Regions from separate parts of the Hordeum vulgare genome. Here region 1 is linked to region 2. A link is a contact called in public Hi-C data. All regions are on one chromosome and are shown on one strand. The core of a region is the stretch at or near the end of the contact, and the rest is flanking DNA. Distances in the headings are between cores, read along the strand shown. Region 1 has its middle 17 kb from the start of LOC123439195. Region 2 has its middle 14 kb from the start of LOC123439192.

Region 1 (3,405 bases), core at 857-3,356, 150 kb before region 2:
TTAATACTAAGTTAATACAAATTTTGTGCTAAATCAGCTATACTTATTTTGGGACGCATGGAGTAGACCTCATGTTGATAGATTTTGATAAACCTTTTTTTCACAAAAAAACAAGACAAAAAAATTTGACGCAAAAACCGTGCCTCTCATGGAAGGGAAAAACACGTTTCTTTTCATTTACCGAGAGGCATAATCGTGCTTCTCGCTATGCAAACCTATATCTCTCGCGAAAGCAAAAACATGTGTGTCACAAAAGAAAAGAAAAACAATAGAAAACACATTTTTTTCTAGAGGCATGGCCATTCCTTTCACAAAACAAAAACGCGTCTCTCGCGGAAGCAAAACCATGCCTCTCGTGGAAGAAAAAAAAATCTGTTTTTTTCGTTTTTGAGAAGCACGACCATGCCTCTCGCGAAATCAAAACCGTGCCTCTAGTGAAAGAAAAAAACCCAAAAATGAAATTTTTTTCGTTTACGATCGCGAAAACAAAACAATGCCTCTACCGAAAGAAAAATAAAAAAAAACAAAAAACATGTTATTTCCGTTTCCGAGAGGGACGAGCGAGCCTCTCGCGTAAGCAAAATCATGCCTCTCGGGAAAGAGAAAGCACACTCTTTGAGAAAAACGAAAGAAAACGCGTGATAAACCGGAACGCTGAAAAATTGCGTCCAAAAGCTAAGAAAGACTGATGATAAACTGGAACACTGAAAAAACACACCTAAAAAGTTGAAAACACGTATGGAAAAAGAAACAAAAAATTTAGAGGAAACGCTTAGAGCGCGGCACGTGACGGCATACCTCACCATGGGCAGCCCGCCCCGGACGGTTCGAAAAATCTCAGGCCGGGTCGGGCCTAAACTTGCAATCGGGTCGGGCTCATGCCTGGAATTTATGCCCAGTGGTCGGGCCGGACCGGGATTGGGCTTTAGCAATATCGGTTTTAAGTCGGGGTCGGGCCAGGCCAATCCAGCCCAGTCATGCTTTTCGGGCTAGGGCCGGGCTTGGGCCCAGTATTCAGGCCCGGCGATCGGGCCGGGAAGGGCTCGTGCCCGGGTTATCAGCATCGAGCTTTTTTTGGCCCGGCCTGTAACCCGTCCCGACCCTAAGAATGCCCGGGCATAAATGACAACGGTTGAGAATGCGCCAGGTAACAACGTGGAAAAGTGATCATTGAAAGGTTTCTAAAAAAGCGTTTCTTAACTAGTTGTTCTCCTTGGAAATCCATATTCGCCGCTCATTGCGTCTAAATGTAGAGGCTTCGCACAGGGCTCCCACCTAGTGTTTCGTAATGTGACGGCCCATTTACATGGCAATAGCTCCGGTTTTGGGAACCTTCTAGAGGTTTCCTACCGTTTTTTCCGGTTTTGGGAACTTTGTAGAAGATTCCCTGAAATGGTTTTTTTGTTTTCTTTTTTCTTTATTCTTTTTTGTTTCATTTTTTTTCTGTTTTTGTTTTAGAAATATTTTGGATTTTTTATAAAATGTTGCGAAATTTGAAAAAATGTTTTGGAATTTAAATAAATGTTTCGGAATTTAAAAAATGTTCCAGAATTTCAAAAATATTAAGGAATGTTCCTGAATTTGAAAAAATGTTCGGGAATTTAACAAAATGTACCAAAATTTTAAAAAATGTTCTGCTATTTTTATTAAAATGTTTCGAATTTTCAAAAGAAATGTTCCAAAATTTGAAAACTGGTTCGAAAATTTGGAAAATGTTCCGGAATTTGAAAAAATGTTTCGAAATTTTTAAAAATGTTCCGAAATTTGAAAATTGCTCAGGAATTTACGAAAAATGTTCCAGAATTTGAAAATGGTTCCAAAATTTAGAAAATGTTCAGGAATTTACAAAAAATGTTCCAAAATTCGAAAAAAATGTTCCAGATTTGATTTGTTTTTCCAAAATTTGAAAAATGTTCCGGTATTTTGAAAATATATTCTGATATTTCAGATTTTTCAACTTCTGGTCGCTAATTTTTGTTTTTGTGGTCTTCACATTCGCTGCGGGTAGCTAAATTGGGCCGGCCAGTTGAAGCGACCCCCTGTGCATCATCTCGGCAGTTGCCGTAACGAGCGGCACATAGGAGGTCCCTTTCTCCTTAACCGCAATGATAAAAGCTGGTACTTGTGTGCGTGACTGTGGGCCGGGGCCCAATGAGGTTTGTCGCACGCTAGATATCGTTCACTAATTTCCAGAAAAAGAAAAAGGGCCATGATGTCGAGCACATCGTCGTTTACTGCAAAGACGAACATTGATAGCTAAGGCCGTTGACTGTCAAAAAATGACGAACTCAAGATAGTCTTGAATTTTTGAGAATTTCGTATATTTGACAAACATAGTCATGATATTAATAAAATACATTTGTTAAAATAGTTAATGAATTTGAAATGTGGTTCAAGAATTTAACTTTTTGCTAATTCAATTTTTTTTACGAAATCAAAAAAATCCTCATGAGTTAAAAGTATAAAGGATTACGAATACAAAAAAAGTTACTGCCTCTCATCAATATTGCATGTCGTTCAGATGGATGTATATTTAGAAGTATTTCATTGTTAGATGCATATGTTTGAGCGACAAGTAACATCGATCGAAGGGAGTACCAAATTTGAAAAAGTTGAAAATACAGAAAAGGTTCAAGAAATCGAAAACAAATTCGTAAAATTTGAAAATCATGAATTTGTTTTTTCTTTCAAATTTTAAGAAAGTTCAGAAATTTGAAAAGATTGACTATTTTTCGCAAGAAAAAGAAAACAAAAAGGAACGAATGGAAAACAAAGAAAAAATAAGTACGAAAATGGCAGGAAAAAATAAAAAATTAAAACCAATGTCAAAGCTTAGCTTCGCAAAATTGCAATAGAAATCCTGCTAGAGTGCGTTTAATTGGACCGGGTCATAGAAACAGGTTCGTAGGTGTCGCATACGAATAATAAGTTAAACAGCGATGAAGGCGCTAAATAGGAGTTGGCCTGTATAGAAGGTCTGGGGAATAAGAAAAACCTTGAATTTTGATTTGCAAAAAAGAAAGTGAAATGTGGACTTTGAGGATGAACAAATACATATACTAAAAAGTCCTCCATTTTCCTTTTCTTTAGCTCTCATTTTAACGTGCTCCGACCTGAAGGTTGAAACCGAATATGTATATGTATATATCTCTAGGTATATGTATATATTTTTCAGAATATGTTGACACTGAAAAGTTTAAATTTTAAAGTTTTCAAGTTAACGCTTCTATGGAGCTTGGTCTCCATTGACTTTTTGATGATTTTTTAGAAACAAAGTACTAACGCATTCACTCCTATGCACATATGCACATGCATCCAACCCTAGTGACTATTTGAGAGATTGAACCGACAATTTTTGAGATTGGCAATGGAACCACATGCGTCTCTCGTAGTTGATATGAACGT
Region 2 (3,488 bases), core at 986-3,485:
GTATGTAGATGCACTCTCCCTTCTTGTACATGTTAGTCTCCATAGATTGATCTTGGTGAGGGTAAGAAAATTGTTGTTTCACATGCGACGTCCCTCGAAACCATGCTCCTCCTCCGCTGCCGGTGCATGAACGCTCAGGTCGGCGGCGGCTGCACATCCCGGTGCACCAAGCACGGTGGCACTGGGAGTACATGCAGTCGCTGCCTTACCCCGACATGATGTTGTCGCACAACTTGCACCTCGATCCGCAGCGGATCCCGGTGTCGGCGGTTCCGCGGTCACAACGGGCGCATGACGAGGAGGTGCGCAGGCGCCGGGCACAGCTCACACCGACGTAGCGGCTGGGGACTCCGTCCATCCGCCCCTCTTCGTGCCACCACTGTCGCCACCGCCTCCCAAGGCCGAGCCGGAGTCGGAGCAAGAGCCAACACCCACACGCAAGCGGTCACCATTGCCGCCCCCTCCCACTTGGTCGGATGGGTCCTACTCGTGGACCGGCAAGTACCCTGAGTGGGTGAGCGCGCCTTCCGGCCACTACATCGCCATGCCGGAAGAAGATGCGGCCCACCTTCAACGCTGGAAGGCGCACTGGCTGGGCCCCCCTCCGTCTTCATTGACCTCACCGACGGCGAGGGTAAGGGCAAGGCGGTAAAGGCCAACATGCGGGTGGACTTTATTTATTTAGAGTTTGATTTTTTTTTAATTTATGCTTAAGTGGACTTTCGCTCGGGTCTGATAAACAATTTTGTGTTTAATTATGATTATGCCTCGATTTCTGCCACGTCGTCCTAAATGGATCAGCCTCCCGTTAGGCACCACCGCCGATCCAAATGAAAAACTGGGCGTGTGTCCATTTGAATCACCCCTTGTAGTTGCTCTAAGCAGGGTGCATGCAATGCAACCCCACGGCCACGCCAAAGTGGTTCATCCGAACGTCACATCGCACTGTGTAGTCAGAACCTGTGGCTTTTGATCTAACTAAAAAAGCTTTGGTTTTTTTATGATCCAAGTTCAAAGCCTTGATTCCGGACCGAACTATCTTTTTGCCGAATTTGAGTCTTGAGAGTTTGCCGAATTTATCTTTTTCTGTTCTACGATATTCCATGCTTCAGCCGGACTTTGTGGATACAAGAAATGGCATATAGAATTATAGCTAGCTTTTTCAGTGCCACTCTTCGTTGTTGCTTACACGAGCCAAAGTGCATCGTCGACCGTCCCGGCAAAACAAAGAGGGATTATTCAGGCTTAGGAGATGTAAGGCCTTGGAACACCTTTGACCCAAGCACGTGAAGCCTTCAGGGTTGGTTGAACATATAGTTTTTTTCTTTCTCTCTCTTTCGCATAGTTCTGATCTGCTTGTTTTCTGGCATTGTTTATACATGTATGTTTCCGGCATGGTGCCATTTGAAGTAACATGTTTTGGGACAAGATCGAGTATACAAACCCCACGCGATCGACCGACCTTACTATATACGATCGACGTGCAACCCTCGGCTACAAGGAAGATAAATAGCATACGCATACAGTATATTGTATAGAAATACTGGCTACATACGTTATCCTAGCTGCTATAAGGACGTCAGCCAGCGTCGGCATCGTCGTCGAAGCTTTTTCTGATGTATATCCTCATGGCGACACTTCATCGGGAAGCTTTATTTCGCTCTCCAAAGATTGCATTGGCACGCGGGCAGTTGTAGCAACTTGGGCATGGAGATGGAGCGAGCCCGACCTTATCGCAATATCGCATAATAAATGCTCCTTTCGTTTACATGAAGATGTATACACATGCAGCCGCGTGCGTGGCTTCATGAATTCTACTTTCTTTATATCTACCCTCTTCGTTCCTAAATATAAGTCTTTTTATATATTTTACTAGGGACTACGTACGGAGTAAAATGATTGAATCTATATTTTAATGTATGCCTATATACATCCGTATGTAGTTTTTTTAATAGAAACTCTTAAAAGACTTATATTTAAGAACGAAGGGAGTAAATAATTATCGTTGTGAAAAGTATTACTCTAGTTTTTGTCAACTACAATTATAAAAAAAAATGAGTTTTGACTAAACCTGGGCATGCGCAGTCCGGTCCGAAAAACCTGACCGGGCCGGGCTTCGTTTTCGGGCTGGATTTGCACTTAAAATTTTGGGCCGTTGGGTATTTTGGGTCGGGCTCTAACCTGGTAATTGAGACAGCTAACACGGAGGCCGACCGAGCTTGACGTGGAATTGATCTTTTACTTCGAGCTAGGCTCGGACCTACAGTACATATTCGTTTTTTTCGATCGGGCCAGGATGGGCCTGCTTAGACTTTGCAAGTCAGGCTTTTATAGTCCCGTCTCTCTTTGTGTGTGTGTGTTTTTGTTTTTTGATGCCATGCCATTCATGACCGTGTCACTCTTGGGGAGCGGTTTGGGCAAAGCCTAACCGCCTCAGACTCGCCATCTCATCTCTTCTCACCACCTCGTTGCCGCTGGAGGAAGCCGGTGGGTAAAGCACGCTCCGCCGATGGTGCCTTCTCGCACGACGAATTCTCTTGTGTGGGGTGTTGACGGTGTGGCACACGTGTTGGAGCTTGGATGTCGGGCGACGCCCCGAACACTTTAGGAGGTGGCCATTCCATGGTGTTGCATGGGTATTGGCAATTGGCGTGGATGGCTTTTGGCGCCTAAATTTAGTCATGAACCATTAGCGAGGAGGACAGGAGAGGGGGGTTTGCAGTCTCAGGAGGACAGGAGGAATCTACCGGAGGGAGACCAGGATGATCTGTGAACGCAAAGCAATGGGTCCATGTATGACTGCGTCAAGTACGAAGCCTGTGCGCAGCACTAAAACGTGCGCCCGTCTTGGACGGCAGAGAGCATCGGACGCCGACGTCGTCTGCTCCTGGATTGGATCAACACCAGATGTATTGGATTGGATTGGATTGGATAGGATAGAGATGGAGACCCCGTCCTCGGCATGCAGCGCGGGTCGTTGATGATAGAGCTACGTGGCGTCCTGGATAGAGATAGATAGATCACATACCAGATTGGCACGTACGTACGCCGCTGCTTGGCAACCATGAACTGATGAACAGATTGGTTGAAGATATGTCCTGCCACCGACAAGCAGGTTCAACAGGGTGCGGAAATGCAGCCCCTGCTGCCGTGGTTACACACTTACACATGTGGGAAGTGCGTTGATTGTGTCGGAAGCCCACGGAATCATGTGCCATCACTGATCAGGTTTAACTTCTTCTTGAACAATATTCAGGTTCAGTGAATTCTTCGACCGTGTCATTTGTTGTTGTGCATATGCGCACTCTGTCGATACCCGGCCGCGGATTTCACGATACAGGGTTCAAGGGCCTGCCAAAGCACACTATAATTGATCAAGAGTCTCCAGAGTATTGGTTCAATATACTGTACTGTATAATATAAACAGCTTTTCCCAATTCTAGGCGTACGTACTCTGCCATGTTCCGGCCGGAGTTTGTGGATCCAAA

The links. Hi-C and Micro-C count contacts between places; a contact is called where the count stands out from the background.
Region 1: a contact with region 2 is called in a Hi-C map of leaf, with 2.9 times the contacts expected there. The contact joins two enhancer-like sites. A contact is called at or near these places in 2 of 6 Hi-C or Micro-C datasets (leaf and seedling).

Annotation. Positions count from the first base shown.
Region 1 is chr3H:8,487,307-8,490,711 of MorexV3_pseudomolecules_assembly, reverse strand. No RefSeq gene overlaps it. Among protein-coding and RNA genes, the nearest start is that of LOC123439195, 17 kb to the right of the region's middle. Within about 2 kb of position 2,106, at least 3 of the 3 cell types and tissues checked have open chromatin away from gene starts, as enhancers often do. A contact at or near this core is called in leaf, where this site is marked.
Region 2 is chr3H:8,336,763-8,340,250 of MorexV3_pseudomolecules_assembly, reverse strand. No RefSeq gene overlaps it. Among protein-coding and RNA genes, the nearest start is that of LOC123439192, 14 kb to the right of the region's middle. Within about 2 kb of position 2,235, at least 2 of the 3 cell types and tissues checked have open chromatin away from gene starts, as enhancers often do. A contact at or near this core is called in leaf, where this site is marked.